Linked DNA regions of Mus musculus: regions 2, 3, 4, 5, 6 and 7 are each linked to region 1. Evidence: chromatin contacts called from public Hi-C, HiChIP or PLAC-seq and promoter capture Hi-C data. All regions are on one chromosome and are shown on one strand. The core of a region is the stretch at or near the end of the contact, and the rest is flanking DNA. Distances in the headings are between cores, read along the strand shown.

Region 1 (2,855 bases), core at 114-2,613:
CACACACACACACACACACACACACAAGAACACACACATACACACACACACAAGAACACACAGAGAGACCCACAGACTAGCATGCTTTAAGAAAAAAAATCTGGAACAAGACAGGCGATAGGTTTTCTTCCTAACCAAGCAACAGAGTCAGCCCTTTCCCTACATACCAAATGCTCCACACTTCAGCACCTGGACCAGTGGACAGCTCAGCCCAAGCGGACAGCCTGCAGCACTCCCACCAGAACTGACGCTCCGAGCTCTAACCACAGCTCTTGTGCTTCAGCGGGGCAGCCTGACTTACGAGAACACCATTTCCTACGAGACCACTGCCGCTGGGTGCATATTCAATTCAAACCTCCTTAAGCTGTCGGATTTCCCCCACCCATCCACTCTCCCCACCCCCCTCCACCCTCCACACAAAAAAACGGAAAAGGGAAAAAGCCCAATACTACCAGGGCGTTTGTTGATCAACTTACACTTTCCTCTCGAATATTTAGGTACCGCTATCGGAGCAATAGCAGCGGAGGCTTAGGTCCGCATTAAGTACCTTTGTTCGTCGACTCCTGCAAGCCATGTTTATTAGAATCTACAATTCCCTCGCGCCCTAATAACTGAAGGTGTGTTTTTCGGGCAAGGGGTGCTTTCAGCACCTTTTGATCTCTCAAGGCCACTGCCACTATGGCAGTGTTCCTCTGTACTTCCCCACCCTGTCCCCCACTCCCCAACACCCATCCTAGCTAAACGCTTGGTAATTAAAAACCAAATATTCATAAAGCGAGCTACAAAAAAAAAAATCGGTTTAGGAAATAAGGCAATTAAGCTAAAGCAGAAATATTCTCATTCTCTCTCTCTCTCTCTCTCTCTCTCTCTCTCTCTCTCTCTCTCTCTCTCTCCTCTCTTCTCCCCTCCCTCCTTAACTCCCTCCTCCCTTCTTCTATCTCTCCTTCCCTCTCAAGTAGAAAAGGGAAAACACGAAGGAGAGGGGAAAAAAATCGGGAGGAGGGTGGTAGTGGACTCCTACAATCAATGGCAAAACACTATACACATCGTCACCGAGTAACACTCTCTGTCTCAGACAAAAAGAAACCCATTTACCGATGTAAACATAGTCGCCCTCTCCCACACATCCTACATCCTATGCGTTTGCTGAGATTTGTCTGCAGTATCGCAGGTATAGCAAAGTAACTGTCACAAATCCGTCTAGAATGAAGTGCTTACCCTCTAAATCCAGGTTGCCGGCTGAACTCCAACTGTGTGCAGAAGCCAGGAGTCATCGGATGGGCGGCGAGGCAGGCTTGGGCAGTGGGAGCCGCTGCTCTCTGAGCGCCCGGTTACAGTGTTAACAAGCCCTGGGAAGGGACCTTGTCGCCTCTCGCTGGCTGTGCCCCAGTGCCTTCGCGTGGTGGCGGCTTGCTCATGCTTCGGAGGAGTCCCAGGCGAGAGCCTTCAGCTGATGCGAGCTTCCAGAAAGGCGTGGGGAAGGGGGGAAAATCATCTAATGCAATCAAATCGATCTGATCCACACCATCTGTCGCCTGCCACTATACACAAACGTTAAAATAGGAAAACGGAAAACACTGACAGCCCAAGAGGCTTGGTCTGCAAAGAGTTCATTTTTAGCAAAGCATAATTGGGTATGGTCGGCGTACAGTTACAAAAAGCCGCTGTTAACCATCCAGTAGTGGACCCCGAACATGCTAATGGTGGATTAATTGAGGAAGATCTGACGTGTGAGCTTCATAGTCTCTTATTCATGACTTCCCAATGGGAAAGGACCAATGCCTTGTGGGACTATGGTAACATACAGTCAAAAAGCTGCTAAGAAAATGGCTGTGTGTTCACAGCACCTCTCTCTGATAACAAACATATGTCGACTAAAACGGTTTAGTAGAATGGGAGGGGGGGTTGGAGAATAGAATTTTCATTCCCTGTGTAAGCAACCCCCATATTCTTTCCTTAAAGAAAAGCAAAAAAGATATATACAACATCTTTAGCATACTGGAGAGAAAAAAAATGATGCCTTTAAAGCCTTTTTTTTTAATTTTTAATTTTTAAAATCAGCACCAAACTGTCACAGAAAAGAAAAGGAGCACTTATATAGCAGTTCTTAAAAAAAAAAAAAAACTATCATGCGTTTTCTTACTGTGATCAAAATACATGCAAAGCATATGCTGTATATAAAAACAATCTAGTAAATACCACTAGCTTTGACTAGGGGTTATTTTTTCCAGGTACCCTCTATGACTTATTGAAATCAGATCAGGATGCCTTTTTGAGAAACATTTTGTATCATTTAAAATTGATGGGGGACAGTTTTTAAAAATTAAGTTTTATAGTCCCTCCTCCCACCCATACACTGTTTGATGTGTCTCTGATCTAAACTAAACATTTGATAGGAGTGATATGGCAATGTGGGAAAGGGTAGAGATGTCAGGAAGAGGAAAAGGATGTATACTATCAATAATCAATAAATTCTACTCTATTTTTAATAGAAAAATAGGGAAATAAAATATATCACACCCTGTTAATTGTGATATTTAAATGCATACCATTATTCAAAATTAATGTTTTATGTATGGAGGGAGAACATATTTCAAACAGTGTGTGACTGTCCCTCACCTATTTGCAATTTTCAGATATTTTTAGAGGAACATCATAAGAGAGTTTCTTCTATATACGTGTAGCATTCTTTTATTACCTGTTATAAATAGGCTACACTTCTCTGATTTTCACATCCATTTGAAAACAGATAATCATATTCACTTTATTCTGCTTTTTAAAAAATTACATCAATTCTTTAGTAAACAATTAGTATTTAAGATAATTCTTGAGGTAGCTGAATGTGTCTACTGAAA
Region 2 (2,855 bases), core at 155-2,654, 960 kb before region 1:
ATAGAATTAAAGATCAAGAGATTAAAATTCTAGGATTTCATATTAAATAATCAACTCTTATTTATGGGATTGTTTTTGTCAACATTTATTCTTAGTATACACTTATAAGATCCGAGAAATATATAGAGTCAGACTGAAGGGAGAAAACAAAACAAAAATGAAATAAAATTAAGCTTTACAATCATGCTCATAAGTGCATCTTGCTTTACATTGGTTGGCTTATATTTCCATGGTTCTCCCCAGGTCTTCTGCGGACAAATAATTATCATCCATTTGCAAATGAAGAAGACATTTCATGCTTTGGGAGCACATTTTAGATGGGCGGATCTTCGGATCCTCACATGGCCCTGAGCACTTTGCACATTTACATTATAGATGCCTCTGCTACCCTTTTAAAACACTGCGTTGGGCGGAAAGAAGAGAGACAATCTTATTTCACAGCTATGGGGGAAAGTGAGTTAGGCTTTGGAGACAATAGGTTCCTCTCTCTAGGTGCTGGAAATTCTGAAGCAAACATATTCATTAGAAAGCAAACCAGGTATGAGACATATTGCCATTTCTGGGGACATAATAATGGCCAGGCGGAACAGTACTGGAAAAGAATAGCTTGCTCACCTGTATCCTATAGCTTGGCTTACAAACATGAACAGGACTGAGTTGTCAAGCCAGCTTCCTAACCTGTCTCAACCCTCAGTGAGTCCCCAGAAGTCTCTGAGCTAGAAGACCATGCAGCGGTGACATGAACATGGAAATTAGTGCATTGAGCGCCCCACTTCGCACGGAGTCCCTTGATTTCTATGATTTGACAGGAAGATGATATCAGAGGCTGCTGGAAAGTGTTAAGGGATAGCTTAGATGCTTGTGTGTGGTGGAGCAGGTGAATGGTTACAATCATGTATCACAGGCTGACAGGAGGGGGGAGTTTCAGGCAGCTCCGGGAAGAAACATAGGCCCTATCATAGAAAATATGCTTTTTGTTAAGACTCTCAGCATCTAGAGGGACGGGCAACCTTTCTGGCATGAATGTGCTACTGCTGTGACGATCTAGTGAAAGGTCTCAGGGTTTGTTTAAAAAGGTCAGCTCAGCAACTACTGACCCTCATGACTTCATCCTGACAGTTTTAGCCCTCTTGCAAAAATCACTCTTGTCACTTCTAGCCTCCTGTGCTTTTCTGAAAACAAAACCTTCCACCACCTGCTGTCCATTATTCCATCAGTGAGCGCCATGCCCTCTCTTCGGCTGATATTTCAATTTATTTGTGGTTAGACGCGCAGCGATCCCCTGACTGAAGCAGAGGGAGCAGTTGAAACACTTAAAGCCAGCGCTTCTAACGTTTCTTCATGGAAGGCTCACCAGACGCAGCAGCGTGGTTCTTCTCAGCCACACAAAAGCAAAATGAAGACACGCAGATGGTCAGTGCCTGCCCGCTGCAGCGGGAGAAGCGGGGTTGGCTCCAAGTAACAAATAATTATCCAGGCCCTTTGTAAATCAAGTTGTACCACTTCTCCTGCGAGCATCCACAAAGACGGCTGCGTGTATTTGCTGTGGGTTCCTTCTTTGTTTGGGGATTTTGCTAATGCCCTTTCTTCCTATGAGTTTGTGTCCTCTCGTTCTCACATTTGACACCGACTGAAATAACCTCGCAAAAGCTTTGTTTCTATTTTCTTCGAAATGTGTATCCCTCAATGAGGTTTCATCTTAATCTCTCCTTTTCAAAAGGCTATGAATTGGACATGCAGAGAATCAGTCTAACAGGACCCATTATCAATTTCCATTTCCTTTCAATGCCGCAGCCACCCGTGGGCCACCTAGGCAGCTTTCCTCAAAGACAAAGGGTGTCTGAAATGGACAACTTATTTTATACACTGGTCTCTTAGTACTTTAGTGGATGACAGAGACTCATCGCCCATAATAAATCCTTCCTCTGACCCTTTTATATAACGCACAGCTGAGCTAAAAAGGAAATCAATTCGACGATTTTAATTTAGCACGTTCTTCCTGTTAATTTATCTAAAAAATCCTATGCCATGGTTTTCCCTTGTCAAAACAGTCAATTCCTGTCAATGCGAATATGCGAAAATGCTTTGAATTTGTTCGTGGGTTTTTTTTTTTTTTTTTTTTTTTTTTTTTTTTCCTTTCTGTTTTTTAAAAAAGCAGGGTGGTTGTTGAAACCCTGGGTCACATACTAAGTTGCCCATGTTCCATGTTTTTTTTTTTTCCCCCTAGTGTGTTCAAAGCTCCTTTTGACAAAAATGTTAGCTCAGTATGGTAAAGAAATGTGTGTGTGTGGGGGGGGGCCTAGGGAGCAAAGAAACTCAGCCTCTATCATGCGGTAGATCTGCCAAAGATGTTTATGGAATTCTTCCTTAGAAGAATTCCATGCATCTGAGTATGTATTTAGGGGTTGAAGCCTACATATTAGTAAAGTCAGACCCTTTAATTATGAATGCTTCTCGGAGAGAGTGTTAATTGCTGGACATGACTGTGTTTTCTGGTTTCATTTCTCCTTCTCCACTCTGTTTTAGAACTGGAGAATAAGCCATATCTAGCACCATAGTGTCCCTAGTGCCCAGGAGTTGAGTTGTGTGGACAGTGGACCCACAAAGAGGTGGCGTCTGTTTGCATCTCCTGTAGGAGTTTCATGGGAGCGTTTCTTCAGATCTTGGATAACAGCATCTCCTCCATACCCCTTTATTTACATGTGTTTGTGAGAGTAGGTGTACATGTGTAGGTATGTTCCTATGTGGGTGGTATGTGTGCATGTGTGCTTTTATGTTTGCATACATGTGGAAATCAGAGGTCAATCTTGGGTATGATTTCACAGGAGCTATCCACCTTGCTTTTTGAGATAGGG
Region 3 (2,855 bases), core at 141-2,640, 930 kb before region 1:
CTTGGTATATTTTAGGCTGTGTCCTTATACATAGGAGTCACAGTGAAGCATCAACTTTCTGGTCTCATGCTGTCCTGGGCCTTGGTACATCAGAAAGACCAACTACCTCTGTCCATCATTACAAATGCATGCAGCTTGGTGGTATGACAAGTGAATCACCCTTAGACTGGTCTTACAAACCATCTTTCTTACAAACCACATTTTATTCACTCCACACAGCTGTCAGAAGAGCACCAGTCCTCTCACTGAATTTAACAAAATATTAGACCTTTCCACTACCAGCTAAGCTTGGATGGCATCGAGAGAAGCATGATATTCACAGTTATGTTACCTTGGCACAAGGTGGTGGTGGTGGTGGTGGGGACGATGGTGGGGCAAGTGTACACTGTTAATAGGAGAAGATGTCAAAAAAAAAATGAAGCATAATAATAGTGCAATTTATCCTTGCTAAATGTACTGCAGTGTGCTATAATTAAATATGAAAACCTAAATTTATCTCTGTGTTCGGTTGTCATTAATTTAACAGGGAGTGCACATGTTCTAATCTAATGGCTGATTTTTTTTCTCCATGTGCAGCATATTAAAATGTATATTAGCCTCGAGGTGCATAAACACAAAATAATAGACCAAAGGTTTTGGCCTGTGGAGAAAAAAATCCATGCTCAAAGGCCGTCAAGTAGCTGTGATGCAGGGGAGACACTCACTTAGCCTCATTAAGCCAAAGCTCTCTTTTGCTTGTCTTTTGTTCTGCATGACAGCAGCCTCTTTGTTGTATAATAATTCATTCCAAGTCCGTTCCAAGCTACCGAAACTGGTGAACTGTGGCCATTTTAATGAGAAGTATTGGTGGTATGCATAATCGGGAAGCCACGTGGGCCAGACAATCACAGAGCGCTGCAGCCAGCAAAATGAGATATTGTCGAAATCACAAATTTGTCAAGTTGTTTTTGGACAGGGTATTATAATAAGCACTAAAATATGCATCCTATTACTTTGCATCTGCCAGTCAAAGATCACGGCAATGAATGCGGGCTGCAGGGTACAACCAAGCCGTTTTCCTAAGTAAAACAAACCACAGTATACAGAAAAGAATTTTGTGGGTTTTTTCTTCCTCTTTTCTTTTTGGTATTGTTGGGCTGAATTCTTAGTTCTTCCTTTCTTTTTCTTTGTCCTCTCTCCCAAACCTTGTGCAACAGGAGTCATATCCTCCTGGCATTTTGTGCCTGGCTCGAGGTCATGGGTACCCCCAGGTTATTGCCAGTTAACATAAATATGTAGCTTTTTAAAATAGGTGTTCTTCCCAACTGAGAATGTAAAGCCTCAAACTCTAGCCTCAGACTGATTCTAGTGAAGAATTCCTGGGAGACAGAATAGAAAAAAGAAAGGACCCATTCTCCCCGTGATCCCAAGCCTTCTCTTGCACCCTCCAACCTATCCAATGGCGTCTCCCTTCAGATTGCTTTTCCTGCGTATTTGTTTTTGTCTGTTCACTACACCAGAACCCAAAACTTGGGTAAGAGTGGGTCCAATGATGAGCCATCCTACATCCACACTTGCTAGTTGAACCAAATTAGAGTGGGTGTTTACATGCAAGGTGGATCTTTTACTTGTGTATAGTAAAGGTCCTTTGGGAGAAGGCTTGTGTACTTTATCATCAAAGTTAGAACTCTTCTAAGAATGAAAGGTTATTATATTAACAGTTTTAAGAATAAAAACCATAAATACCACAGGCAAAATGTTTATAAGATTTCTCCACTGAACTAAGCAACATCACGGCAGTTTACCTGAGCAGTATTGCACCAAACACTATTTTAGGTGTTTCTGCCTTCAACGTTCATGGCCCTTTCTTGTTTACTTTGCTTTCACTGTGTGCATTTGTTCTATTCTGGAAGTCCAACAACTTAGAAACACACACTCTGAGATTCTACTCTTTTCTTTTTTTTTTCATTTTTTATTAGGTATTTAGCTCATTTACATTTCCAATGCTATACCAAAAGTCCCCCATACCCACCCACCCCCACTCCCCTACCAACCCACTCCCCCTTTTTGGCCCTGGCGTTTCCCTGTACTGGGGAATATAAAGTTTGCGTGTCCAATGGGCCTCTCTTTCCAGTGATGGCTGACTAGGCCATCTTTTGATACATATGCAGCTAGAGTCAAAAGCTCTGGGGCACTGGTTAGTTCATAATGTTGTTCCACCTATAGGGTTGCAGATCCCTTTAGCTCCTTGGGTACTTTCTCTAGCTCCTCCATTGGGAGCCCTGTGATCCATCCATTAGATGACTGTGAGCATCCACTTCTGTGTTTGCTAGGCCCCGGCATAGTCTCACAAGAGACAGCTACATCTGGGTCCTTTCGATAAAATCTTGCTAGTGTACGCAATGGTGTCAGCGTTTGGATGCTGATTATGGGGTGGTTCCCTGGATATGGCAGTCTCCACATGGTCCATCCTTTCATCTCAGCTCCAAACTTTGTCTCTGTAACTCCTTCCATGGGTATTTTGTTCCCACTTCAATGGAGGGGCATAGTGTCCACACTTCAGTCTTCATTTTTCTTGAGTTTCATGTGTTTAGGAAATTGGATCTTGTATCTTGGGTATCCTAGGTTTTGGGCTAATATCCACTTATCAGTGAGTACATATTGTGTGAGTTCCTTTGTGAATGTGTTTCCTCACTCAGGATGATGCCCTCCAGGTCCATCCATTTGGCTAGGAATTTCATAAATTCATTCTTTTTAATAGCTGAGTAGTACTCCATTGTGTAGATGTACCACATTTTCTGTCTCCATTCCTCTGTTGAGGGGCATCTGGGTTCTTTCCAGCTTCTGGCTATTATAAATAAGGCTGCTATGAACAT
Region 4 (2,855 bases), core at 222-2,721, 900 kb before region 1:
AGGCCTCCAGTATTTCTGCTCCACGCCCAGCTGCTGACAAAGGGGGCACAGGGAAATGTATTTGTTTATGCCCCCAGCAATCAATTTCTTGGTGCTGGTTTCCGGCTAAGATTTTTATCAGACACCAGTCACTGTTTTCCAGTGGTTAGCTTCACAAGGGCTTTATTTCCCAAAGGCTACCTGATTAAAAGTCATTTGGACATTCAAACTGTCTTTTTGGTAGTTCTTAAAATATATATTTGTTTATAAATCTTATAAAATGGTCACCCTCTGGTTTCAGAGTAAGTTTTTTGCTTTTCTTTTAAAAATTACCTTACTATATGTATACACGCCTATGTATATAGCGATATGTGCAGACTTCCACATATACAATTAGAGGAACTTACACAAATATGTGTGTCTAGTCAACTCTCACCACCAAGAGAATAAAAATACCACTCTAGAACATTCCCGTCTCCCTCCCTCTGGTCTCCTACCCTTGTCATGATTTCAAATAACATAGATCTTTTTCTCTTAAAATCCACATTAAGTGAAATTGTTCATTGTATTCTTTTATGTCTGGCTTCTTTAATTTGATGGTCTCATATTTGTTCTTTTCTGTTTCTTTGCTCTGTCTGTAGTATTGATACATGTACACATACATAGAAATATATCCATGCCACCTACTGAGTCTATTTGGTGTTGCTCATATGTATATGTTTGTAGGGATGACCTCATAGTATTGGATGACTGGTTAGGGGACTCAGCTCTGGAGCAGCCTGGTTTTCTCAGCAGTCATTAATGACCTGTTGCTCTTTATTTAGGGGTGGTGTTTTTGTTGTTGTTATTTTCTCTATCCATGTTGGGATGCCAACTGATGTCATTGTTCAAGGTCTGGTTTAGGTAGCCATATCGTTGAGATTTTATAGTTATATGTCATGTTTTATATAAAATACACAATCTCAAAAAAATAAAAAATATACAAAATCTCTCAAAAATGACCTGGTCCTCTATCTCAAAACTGAATATTTACTTTTATTTTTCATGAAGAAATGCCTATAAGTTCAGAGTTGAGTATTGGGTATAATCAAAAGAATGTTTAATGTGTCATTCTATGCATTATTTAGTAAGCTATTACCCTTTTTTTATTGCTCTGTATTCTTGCCAGCATTTGATATTGTCAACTTGTTAATTTAGTATTTCTAGAAAATGTGAAATTAAGATTTCTGCTGAACTTTCTAACGCCACCTCAGAATTTTCATCTCAGTTTTGGTAATCTGAGTTGTCAATTTCTACACGGTGTTACCACTTACTGAAGAAGATAATATTTTAATCCCAGGGCAGGGTACCAGACATATGGGAGTGTGAGAACGGCTGAGTGATGGAGTCTACACTGCTGAGAGAAAAGGTTCATTGATATAAACAGTGCCTTGCCCACCATCTGCTAAGCTTCCTTTTGATTTTCAGAGGTGGGGTAGGAGGAGGACTGATCAGCAACAGCATAATATTACAGAGAGACGTTTCAGAATCTTCATGAATCAATTCAATAGAGAGCTCTTCTGAGGTCGGTGCCAAGGGGAAAACGAAAGAAAACGGGTACCAGCTTTCTTCTCCATCTTCCTCTTAATCAATGTATTTTCCAGGCTGGGGGTGCTACTGAAATCAATGAATACACTACTTTCAGCCCAAGAAATTCATTCATGCCACTTATTAGAATCAAGTGACTCTGTTATTAATTGATTCAAAGATGGGGGGCGTTATATTCCATATGATTTAGGCTACCCCCCAAAAAAGTTAAACTCAGTGCAAATCAGTGGAACTGTTCTCTCACATTGCATCTTACAGCAGCTGAATATTCTATATGGCATTTCACAGAGATATGATTTGATTTGCGAACATCTGCAGCAGTCTGGAACACATTTTCCCCTGTGCTTGACTTTTAGCTCATTATAGCTCTCAGATGTTCTCACAGCAATCCTGTGACATATCCGAGTGTTACTGAACAAACACCACCGAAGCCTGTGTCTTGAGTAGTGTCAATCTCAGTTGAAAATGTTTCAGCTTTCTTACCATCAACACTAGAAGAATTTAATTAACTCAGTAAAACTTTCAAAATGATGGCTAATGCACGGGAGAAATGAGAGATCGGAGGGGGGTGAGGGTTGGAGGCGGAGAGCAGATGAGCTTAATCTCCCACAGGCTGATGCCTGCCACCCTCAGACTGTGGCTCTGTGGGTCATGAGTATTCTTTCTGCAGCTCTGCACAGCCTCCTGAGGTCTGCCAGGAACCCTCTTGCTGGTGGCATTGCCCCCTTGGAGATGGAGAAGGTAGAGGTGGCAACTACTGCTGTTACAAGCCCCAGGTCCCCACACGAGGTCAGCTTCCGGCCTCTAATAAGCTCTCCTCCAGCTGTTCTGGTGTTTTCAGTAGGTGGGGCTGGGAGACCAAGGTCAGAAAAGAGCTGTCATCAGTGACATGGTTTTTGCCCACTGCTGCTATTACATTAAGAAAGCAGCTGGTGAGATAATGTATGCCAAAGCGCTTTGGAAATTATGAAATGCTTATGTAATTGTTGGGGATAATTGCTACGATTGTTTTATTCCTAGGATGTAGAAAGAGCAGTGACCTGGACTACTGAGTGGCAAAGTCCACGAGAAAGCTGAATAAATGGGTGTGTAGGGTCCAAAAAGAGATCTGTTGATCAGAGGACAGATTTGGAGGCTAACAATATGAAGGGTAAAGTTGGCTTCATGGGTCAGATGAATACACGGAGACATGTGAGAGCCAGAGACAGGACATGGGACAAAAGTGGTTATGGGACAAAGAAAACAAATATCGCTTAAGAATGTCTTAAACGAGTAACTTGAGAAATTTT
Region 5 (2,855 bases), core at 91-2,590, 810 kb before region 1:
CATCACACAGACATTTAAAATCCATAGAATAATCCCAAATAACATTTGACCATTTAGATTTGGGCCTTGGGCATGGCAGATGTTCTGAGTATGGCCACAACATGGTTTCCCTGCCTCAAAGGGAGACATTTTTAGTACACTTTGCCAAAATTACTATCTGCTAGGGTTTTGTTCCACCATAGAACTCTCTGTAATTGGGAAGAAGTAGACCAGATTATAGATTATCAGATTATAACACAGTTCTTCAAAGATTTTCAAGAAGACCTGATACTGACTCAGTATAAATGAGAGGAACAATCACAATGTGCACATTTTTTGGAACATTGGTGTTCATTTTCCTGGATGCAATAAGAAAGGGAACAGGAGTAATGGATAATTACAGGTGGGATGCAGTGCCACATAGTTTGGCTTGCATTATAGATCATCTATTGATAAATGGCAAAATATAATCAGTTCTAATAGTATTCATTTTCACTAAATGCGTAAGCTTTATTGGGATGCTTTAGAAACACGATCTTTCCAGGAAATGTAAAAGTTCCTAGCCCTCATGAAAGGAGAATATTTCTAACATCTAGCAGGAACAGAATGTCAGAAGCAGGTGTGGGGCTGCCAACATGGGCTAGGAACTACAGACTGTAGGCAAACAATACACTAACAAGTTCCGTTATTCACAATGGCATGTTTATGGAGTGTCTAATGCTACAATCGATGATTACAAGCTCACACAAGCAGCACTGAAATAATTCTACATGGTGTGTTCAGAAGTAAAATAATTTACAATTTGAAATCAATAGCATTTATAGACATTGGAAAATGTCACTTTGGAAAAGGGATGCCAGTATTTGTATTCTTCTGGCATACTTCTTACTACTTAGATTTTAGTTATTTCCTAAAACATCTCCTGAAGGCAAAAAAAAAAAAAAAAAAAAAAAGAGAGAGAGAGAGAGAAAATTCTCAAGAGCAAGATTTGCTAGGGAGCTGCCTCACCAACAGGCATATGATCAGCATCTGTGTGGTCCAAAATTCTTCTAAATGTTACCTTTAGTGCAACCTCTCTTGGTTTGTCTTTTCTATGCACTTCTTCCTTTGAGCCCACAACACATATATTTGTAGCTCTCCTCTCACTCTTTTAAGCCTTTCAAAACATAGGCTTTGGCAAAAATACTATCCACTATAGGGCATTGATTTGATAGACTCTTAAAATACAATATCCCTTATAATTAAAAATAGCAGAAACTGGGTGGAAGTTACATAAGTTCTTGCTACCTTTTGAGCTTTGCTATAAATGCAGAAACCATCTGAAAAACAACAAATTACTTTTAAAATACCACTTATGTAACAGTTGGATTTTTATTGCTCAGATAAAAATATCCACGAGTCTATATTACTTGGCAAAAACAACGGCACAGACTTGTGAATAGGAAAAATAATTTCTTGAAATATAACTCTGTCACTGTTCCTATTAATTGTAATTGCCTGCTGAAACATAGTCACAATCACATCTAGCCTTTACTAAATGACCAAATATGCATTAAATGTTTTCTTCAGGATTTTGCTTATGCTACCTTTAATGCCATGACACACAGAAGATAACAACAGTAATATATCTTATTATTTAAACAATGCACACCAAAATCTCACATTCTGTTTAAACTGTTGACATCTGTGCCATAATGCTGACTTCACTATGTTTAATTAATTTATTATTATATTTTTATTTATTCTCTTTACATCCCAATATTAGCTCGTTTGCTCTCCTCCCTGTATCCACTCACAGAAATCCTCCATCCATTCTCCCCTTCTCTCCTGAGAAGTGGAGAACTTCTGGGTATCCCTCCCCACCTTCAGAAGTGACAAAGTTTAATTTATTGATTCAAGTCTCCCAAACAATCCTGAAAACAAGTTGATATTCATCACACACACACACACACACACACACACACACACACACACACGTTATTTTCTAGAAAAAGCTGTTTTAGTTATGAAAGCATGAAACTGTCCATTCCTACTCTTGATGACATTTGTTATAGGAGTCTGAAAGGTATTTAGCCAATTGTCCATTAATGAAATGATTTCCAATCGCCTTATGAACCACCAAATTACCTATCAACTAAAAATAAAAGAAAGAATGCTTAATTTCAGGTTACTCCAAAAACTATGGCAACCAAGCTGTTTGGCAGTCAAAGGGTGGAAAATCCAGATTAGATAGATTGATATATTTACATATTCACTTTATATTAAACAGAATGGATGACACATTCCTATATAAAACCTATTATTTAAACACTTCAAGTGAAAAGTGTTAAAATAAATGGCTCATGACTTATGAAGTGTTAAAATAAACGTTTATTTCAACACTACTCATGTCATAAGCCATTTATTTCGACACTTTTTACTTCAGAAGACTCACCCAGACAAGAGACTACTTCATTCACTAAGAGGATGTAAAGAGGCTAAGGTATGGAGAATGAGGACAGAGATTTGATTTCAGAGTTTTTGGGTTGAGAAGACTCCAATCAGGAGGCAGAACGGAGGTATCATATTAACACCCTAGAACTGAAGATGTGGTAAACTTCTCCTCAGCACCACACACACTGGCTGCATTGCCAACATCACATTTATCTCCGCTCAGAGACTCCAGGGCAAGACCGAGCATCATGCTAGGAATACAGTGTGCTATTTTGGATATTTTTTTGCAACAAGACATATGTTCCATTATTTATTAGAGGAACACAATGGAACCCAAAGTCTTCAGGGAGACTTGAGTCAGAAATTCATAAACACGTAAGGACACATGCTCTTACGCTACTGCCCATTGCCAGGCTCCTTCTTCGATGCCATGAAAATACTCA
Region 6 (2,855 bases), core at 175-2,674, 720 kb before region 1:
AATCAAATTGATTCACACAAAAGCAATTAGGAGAGACCAAAGTCACCAATGGAAGAATTGAGAAAGTAAAATCAATCAATCAATAAATAAATGGAACAATTGTAAAGGAAAAGGTTCAATTTATATTTCGATGAAACATTCTAACATTTAGTAAACATGTTAATTAAATTCAGTCAATTAAATTTAGCTGCTTAAAAGGTATTGCTAAGGTCTTCTGGCTATACCACATCAGAGGTTGCTGGTTGTGTTTTTGAATATATATTTATAGCAATAGAGAAATGGAGCTGGAAAATCTGACATGCTTTTGGATTTTTCTCTGTCAAGAACTCTTAAAACTTCCCAAGCTAATACTGACTTCAAATAGACGAGTGCAAAGTTTGTCTTATAACACTAACTATAATGTAGGACTGTGGTCCAAAGGGAGATGATGGAGAAGGTGGGATGCAGACTATCTACCGTGTGATGAGTTTTCAGATGGATGAAAGGAATGGGAAAGGGCAGAAATAACGAAGCAAAGAACATGAAAGGCTCTTAGACAACTGAATGACTACTCCAGCCAGGATTCCCCAGCACCTCAGAATGGGATGTGATAGTTGTTTAATCTTCAAATGGAATGAGCTGAGTCAGTATCTACTCCATTGGACCTGTCTTTTCAGATGCTAGTCGCGGTCTGAAGGATAAGGATGGAATGAATAGGAAATTGGATCTGTGAGAACACAGGCTCTTTGGATTTTTCTATTCTCAGAGAAAAGTTGATGGTTTTGAATGTTCTGCCATCAGTAGCATAAACGAACAGGCGCTGTAGGAGCAGATCTGTGGGGCACAAATAGGTCTGCGCTGTTTTCAATGAACGACTCTCCTGGTTGGTTTGATTGTTTTCTGTTGTCACCAGCCCTGGCACTCCTCCGGACATGTGTTTGGAATTCTCCGGACTCGAATGAATAGCGCATACAGTGAGCGTGCCTATCCTGAAGGGGAAAACGACAACTCCATAACACCGTGCAGAAGAATGCAGACAAAAAGAGAACTTGTTTGTCTGTATTATGTGAGACAATAAGGCGGGGAGAGAGAAAGGGAAGTAAGACAGAGAAGGAAAAGGAGGCTGGAACACACAAGATCAAGAAGGGAGGGGGTGCCAGAGAAGGCAGAAACAAGGTAACAAAAAGGGACAAAAGCTGCCTTAGAAAAGAACTGTCAGACACAAACCCCTCAAAACAATGGATGGGGGGAGAGAAGGAGAGAGATGACAGAAGCGGAACAGCATGAAATCTAGTAAGAAAAAGAAACAAAAATTTCAAATAATGGATTTTCAGCCACCCCTGCTGCTCCTTCAGCGCCTGGTGTCACAGTCTCACAGAGCTGTGCATAATTTATTATGGTCACTCGCTGCCAGGCTGCTGGAAAGGGCAACAACTCTCTGAAAATACTCCCCACTGCCTGGATGGCTTAATGATCCACCCTTTGTAGCGGGGTAGGCTGGGGACTGGCAGGCAGGGCAGAGAGAGCTGGGCAGGACCCTACAGATGCAAAGCTTCCCACTGCGGACAAAAGGAGGGCTTCACTCTCAGACAACCTCCATGGGCTTTTGTGGCCCAGGTTTCCAGGTTCTAAAGAATCAACCTCTTCCTGCCTGATGCAGCTTTCTAGGGTCCAAAGCCCCCTTGACCCTCTTCTACGGGAAGGATGGGTGGCTTCCGATGTAAAGAGGAAGTTGATGGATTTAAAAAATAAAATCAGAACTTGGTCAGTCACACTCATGGCTAGAAAAAAAAATATGCTTCATTCTTTTCAAGCCTAGATATTATTTTAAACGTTTGATATGATCTTTCCATAGTTGTTATTTTCATTTATTATTAGTATGTGTGTGTGTGTGGACCTGCATGCATGTATGTCCACATGTGTAGTAAGTAGGATGTGTTAGTGTGGTTGCATATATGGCTAAGAGCAGGTGGCATGTGGTGGTCAGGACTCAATTCTTTGTTTCCTCCCTGGGAATCTGGGATTTAACTTTTGTCAGCTGACCCACCTCACTGGCCCAGGAGTTCTCTTTGTATTTGGATGGAGAAAATATTTTTCTCTGTTTGTTTGTTTGTTTATTTATTTATTTTGGGTTTTTTGATTGTTGTTTGCTTTGTTTTATGTCAGATCTTCCATATTCCTACATTTTAAAAACCTAGTAATATCTATGATCCTTAGGTTATTTATAGCCTTCAAGCATACAGAAAATGAAGAAAGTTTGCACTGAGGCCTGTATGTACTTCTTGAGAATTTGGCGGCAGTCTGGACATGAACTGCAAGCCTCTGTTTCTTATTGCAAGTTTTGAAGTAGTGGAGTTGTTGTTGTTGCTGTTGTTTTAATAACAACCATGATAGTGGCCTTTGTAATCAATAGCAGCATATAGAAAAGATTTTATTTTATTTTATTTTACACTTATGGAACGAAGTTTAGGTTACATCCATGCACCCTCTCCCGCAGCTACATTCCAAGCCCAGTTAATGAACTTACATAATGTCCTTAAGCATAGTACTCTATTCCGGATAGTGAATACATGTAGAACATGCGTACAGCAAGTAGGAGAAGATGACTGTCTGTGAAGCCCCTGTCCTGAAGGCATGAGCACCTGAGGACCAGAGTTCAATCCCCACCCACCACATCAAAGCTGTTTTGTAAGGATTGTAATCCCAGCCCTGGGGTAGCAGAGACAGGAGGATCTCTGGGGATCTTTGGACAGCCAGTCTAACCTTTTCATTGAGACTGAGGTCCAAGTAAGATGTCCTGTCTCAAAGGATAAGATGGTCAGCTCCCATGGGATAAAAGGCAAGGTATAGTTGATAAGGCCAGCAATTACTTCCTT
Region 7 (2,855 bases), core at 148-2,647, 590 kb after region 1:
GCGGGGCGTGGTGGTGCACTCCATTAATCCCAGCACTCGGGAGGCAGAGGCAGGCAGATTTCTGAGTTCAAGGCCTGCCTGGTCTACAAAATGAGTTCCAGGATAGCCAGGGATATACAGAGAAACCCTGTCTTGAAAAAAACCAAAAAAGAAAAAAAAAAAACTTGGAAGTGACTGAGAACGTACACAGCTGAATCACATTCTCGCTGACCATTGCTCGAAAGCTTCATTGGTGTTCATGGTCATACCAGTTTATTGCTGTGGAAGTGGTTCATGAACCTGTTTGTAGTGCCTGGTGCTCCGTCCGATAGAGAGTGACTAACTGATGATTTGTGTGTGTATATGCAAGAGTGATGCATATGCATACGTACATCCACATATCAGTCAGTGTGTATATATATTGTTCAACATGTTTTTACTGGATGTAGATCTTCTGTTCTTACTGTTTCCATATCATGTGTCATTTTGCAAAATGACTACATTTTTGAAGTGTTTTGTGAACATTTAGATCCCTAGGCTGCTGCAGCTGATGAACCCCCACCTTTTCCAACTGCAAAGAGAACGTTTACTAAGATAAACTGTATGATATTGTAAATATCAACTCTGTAGGGTGGTGTAATTCCACAAGCTTCTTAGCAATTTCTAAGCCATTAAAACTGTACCCTGTGACAGCTTAATTTTCAAGTGGTTCGCCCATGTCGGTAGTTGTTATTTTCTGGGATGGGAGCTATGTTTGCAATATTTTTTATTTTATTCCATCTTCACTCCTGCAGGAAAATCTCAACCTAAATATTACAGTATATAATTTTTAGCATGCAAAAAATCCAGTTAAGTGGTTATTTTCTCAGGAGATGTCATAGATGAATTCGAGGAGTGCTACTTTTCTTTTGGCCTGTGGTTTAAGCAGTAACTGTGAGGTCGATATGGAACCCATGGCCTTGCCACATGAGTTGGCACAGATTTTTGGTTCGCCAGGAAGAGCGGACCTAATATATTTGCTAAAATTTTAAGACTTTAAGCATAGAGCTCAAAATAAAATAAAATAAAATAAAACCCTCCCCCTGAGAAATAACAGGAATAAAAGATTTTTACATTAAATATCCATTAATTATATTCTTTTGGAAAAAGTGGCAAAATCACTCCAAAAAAAAATGTTGGAATTTTTACATACCAACAGCAGATTTTAGTGAAAGCAGCTCACTTGAACACGTTCCAAGAAAACAGTCTTCTCAGTTATATTCAGGTTATTTTCCAGATTTTTAAAAATAGAACTTTCCTCAAATTCTGAATTCTAATCATGTCAAGAAAAGAATAATGTTTGAAACCTACATTCAGAGCACACTTTCTAAGCGAGAAAAGCCACGCCAGAGCAATAGTACTCAAAAGCCTGCGGGAGCCAGATGGCTGTTGGAAGACAGATTTTTCAGTTTCGACTTTAGATTTAAGCATGGTGTTTGCTTTCTTTGTGGGAAAAAAAAAAAAAAAAAAAAAAAAAAAACCGGAAAGTTCGCTTAATTTCATCTGCTGCATGAATAGATGACTGGAAAAAGAAAATACAGGCTGACAAACACTGAATAATTAAGATTCAAGTTTTCTTAGAGACCTATTTTTTTTTCATAATATCTAAAATAGAATTAGGCAAATGTCTTCTGTCTTCCACTGCACGGGCTGCTATGTTTTCCTTCTTCTCTCAGACATCTCGTGGGGAGTTTGATTCCAGTGAATTTGAAGTCAGGCGACGTTATCAAGATTTCCTGTGGTTGAAGGGCAAACTTGAAGAAGCACACCCCACTCTCATTATTCCCGTGAGTTTATAAGGGTTTGTGGAGCTTGTTGTTTGTAATATAGCCATTGTGTTTTCTTGAGTATTTTAGAGTGTCTAAAACATAGTACCAAACATAATACTTTTAAATCCAATGATTTTTACTTAGGAACATTTATTTCTAAACTCTTTGATTTAACTGTAGCTTTTTAAATTATTATAACACGGAATGATATTTTATTTTTCCTGACTAGTTTTATGTTTTTAAATATATTGTACTTACTCGTTTGTTTATTGTGGAGGTAGCCTAAGGATGCTGTCATATATAAGAAAGGTCCCAAACTACTGGAGGGAGGGGGAATTCTCCTTCCACCAAGTGTATCCCCAAAGTTTGAGCTCTGGTCATCACCCTGATCAACAGGAATATTATTTTCTTGGGAAGTCATATTCCCAGCCTGGATTTCTTTTAAACTTATTTTTATAATAAATGATGAGGTGGTGTTCAACTGGTCTTCAGAATTTTTTGCAACCTGGTGTGCCATGTTATAGGCAAGATTCTGGGTTTTTTGGTTGTTTTTGTTTTGTTTTAATATAATTGCTATTTGTGTGTAAGCAAGCTCGTGTACGCAGGTCAGAGTACCACTTGTCGGATTCGTTTCTCTCCTTCCACCTTGTGGATTCTTGAGATCAACCTCAGGCTGTCAGAATTGATAGCATGTGCCTTTAGGTGCTGGGCCATCTCAAAGCTTTCTGATAGATGCTTTAAATAAATTTTATTTTATTTTTAAGTTGGTACAGAGAGCAGCAGGGTTCCTAGGAGCATTTGTATACATACATGGTGGTTCCCCACCACTCCTCTGTGACCTCTGTCCCCATACACCTTGTATCTGTCTCTGTCTCTCCTCTCCATCTTCCATCCTCCATTCTGAATCTGCTGCCATGGGCATGTGTTCTCACATAGTTGTTGCTTTTGTTTTTGGTCTCAGCCATTGCCAGAAAAGTTTATCGTCAAAGGCATGGTGGAACGTTTCAATGATGACTTCATTGAGACCCGCAGGAAGGCGCTGCACAAGTTTCTGAACAGGATCGCTGA

The links. Promoter capture Hi-C pulls out the DNA fragments that hold promoters and counts their contacts. A called contact is a pair of places that touch in the nucleus more often than the background predicts. HiChIP or PLAC-seq counts read pairs in DNA pulled down with a chosen protein or histone mark.
Region 2: a contact with region 1 is called in an H3K4me3 HiChIP or PLAC-seq map of forebrain, with 4 times the contacts expected there. The contact joins two enhancer-like sites. A contact is called at or near these places in 2 of 39 promoter capture datasets (cranial neural crest and frontonasal cranial neural crest), 8 of 115 datasets of contacts at active chromatin or transcription factors (astrocytes, embryonic forebrain, embryonic hindbrain and 5 more) and 1 of 9 other capture datasets (embryonic stem cells).
Region 3: an H3K4me3 HiChIP or PLAC-seq map of embryonic forebrain shows a contact between it and region 1, with 6 times the contacts expected there. The contact joins two enhancer-like sites. A contact is called at or near these places in 1 of 39 promoter capture datasets (hippocampal neurons), 6 of 115 datasets of contacts at active chromatin or transcription factors (astrocytes, embryonic basal ganglia, embryonic forebrain and 3 more) and 1 of 9 other capture datasets (embryonic stem cells).
Region 4: a Hi-C map of the N1E-115 cell line shows a contact between it and region 1, with 18 times the contacts expected there. The contact joins two enhancer-like sites. A contact is called at or near these places in 2 of 39 promoter capture datasets (cranial neural crest and hippocampal neurons), 1 of 484 Hi-C or Micro-C datasets (the N1E-115 cell line) and 6 of 115 datasets of contacts at active chromatin or transcription factors (astrocytes, embryonic basal ganglia, embryonic forebrain and 3 more).
Region 5: a promoter capture Hi-C map of hippocampal neurons shows a contact between it and region 1, with 5 times the contacts expected there. The contact joins two enhancer-like sites. A contact is called at or near these places in 2 of 39 promoter capture datasets (cranial neural crest and hippocampal neurons), 9 of 484 Hi-C or Micro-C datasets (cardiomyocytes, cerebellum, cerebral cortex and 5 more), 4 of 115 datasets of contacts at active chromatin or transcription factors (astrocytes, embryonic forebrain, embryonic midbrain and 1 more) and 1 of 9 other capture datasets (embryonic stem cells).
Region 6: a contact with region 1 is called in an H3K4me3 HiChIP or PLAC-seq map of embryonic forebrain, with 5 times the contacts expected there. The contact joins two enhancer-like sites. A contact is called at or near these places in 1 of 39 promoter capture datasets (hippocampal neurons), 8 of 484 Hi-C or Micro-C datasets (the HL-1 cell line, the N1E-115 cell line, embryonic stem cells and 4 more), 8 of 115 datasets of contacts at active chromatin or transcription factors (astrocytes, embryonic basal ganglia, embryonic forebrain and 5 more) and 1 of 9 other capture datasets (embryonic stem cells).
Region 7: a Hi-C map of cortical neurons shows a contact between it and region 1, with 3 times the contacts expected there. The contact joins two enhancer-like sites. A contact is called at or near these places in 1 of 39 promoter capture datasets (hippocampal neurons), 3 of 484 Hi-C or Micro-C datasets (cerebral cortex, cortical neurons and forebrain) and 2 of 115 datasets of contacts at active chromatin or transcription factors (embryonic forebrain and forebrain).

The regions. Positions count from the first base shown.
Region 1 is chr3:118,428,924-118,431,778 of GRCm38.p6, reverse strand. No RefSeq gene overlaps it. Among named protein-coding and RNA genes, the nearest start is that of Mir137, 3.5 kb to the left of the region's middle. Within about 2 kb of position 1,363, at least 40 of the 459 cell types and tissues checked have an H3K27ac peak or open chromatin away from gene starts, as enhancers often do. A contact at or near this core is called in the N1E-115 cell line, cortical neurons, embryonic forebrain and 2 more, where this site is marked.
Region 2 is chr3:119,386,465-119,389,319 of GRCm38.p6, reverse strand. All of the region lies in intron 20 of Dpyd (dihydropyrimidine dehydrogenase), which reads right to left. Among named protein-coding and RNA genes, the nearest start is that of Gm32577, 52 kb to the left of the region's middle. Within about 2 kb of position 1,404, at least 31 of the 459 cell types and tissues checked have an H3K27ac peak or open chromatin away from gene starts, as enhancers often do. A contact at or near this core is called in embryonic forebrain and forebrain, where this site is marked.
Region 3 is chr3:119,360,121-119,362,975 of GRCm38.p6, reverse strand. All of the region lies in intron 20 of Dpyd (dihydropyrimidine dehydrogenase), which reads right to left. Among named protein-coding and RNA genes, the nearest start is that of Gm32577, 79 kb to the left of the region's middle. Within about 2 kb of position 1,390, at least 32 of the 459 cell types and tissues checked have an H3K27ac peak or open chromatin away from gene starts, as enhancers often do. A contact at or near this core is called in embryonic forebrain and hippocampal neurons, where this site is marked.
Region 4 is chr3:119,327,792-119,330,646 of GRCm38.p6, reverse strand. The region is part of intron 20 of Dpyd (dihydropyrimidine dehydrogenase); the gene reads right to left. Among named protein-coding and RNA genes, the nearest start is that of Gm32577, 110 kb to the left of the region's middle. Within about 2 kb of position 1,471, at least 11 of the 459 cell types and tissues checked have an H3K27ac peak or open chromatin away from gene starts, as enhancers often do. A contact at or near this core is called in the N1E-115 cell line, where this site is marked.
Region 5 is chr3:119,240,331-119,243,185 of GRCm38.p6, reverse strand. All of the region lies in intron 18 of Dpyd (dihydropyrimidine dehydrogenase), which reads right to left. Among named protein-coding and RNA genes, the nearest start is that of Gm32577, 200 kb to the left of the region's middle. Within about 2 kb of position 1,340, at least 1 of the 459 cell types and tissues checked has an H3K27ac peak or open chromatin away from gene starts, as enhancers often do. A contact at or near this core is called in hippocampal neurons, where this site is marked.
Region 6 is chr3:119,153,355-119,156,209 of GRCm38.p6, reverse strand. The region is part of intron 16 of Dpyd (dihydropyrimidine dehydrogenase); the gene reads right to left. Among named protein-coding and RNA genes, the nearest start is that of Gm32577, 290 kb to the left of the region's middle. Within about 2 kb of position 1,424, at least 51 of the 459 cell types and tissues checked have an H3K27ac peak or open chromatin away from gene starts, as enhancers often do. A contact at or near this core is called in embryonic forebrain, forebrain and hippocampal neurons, where this site is marked.
Region 7 is chr3:117,838,878-117,841,732 of GRCm38.p6, reverse strand. It overlaps Snx7 (sorting nexin 7), which reads left to right. Exons shown (of 9, transcript NM_029655.3): 3 at 1,695-1,805; 4 at 2,749-2,855. Among named protein-coding and RNA genes, the nearest start is that of Gm52614, 16 kb to the left of the region's middle. Within about 2 kb of position 1,397, at least 12 of the 459 cell types and tissues checked have an H3K27ac peak or open chromatin away from gene starts, as enhancers often do. A contact at or near this core is called in cortical neurons and forebrain, where this site is marked.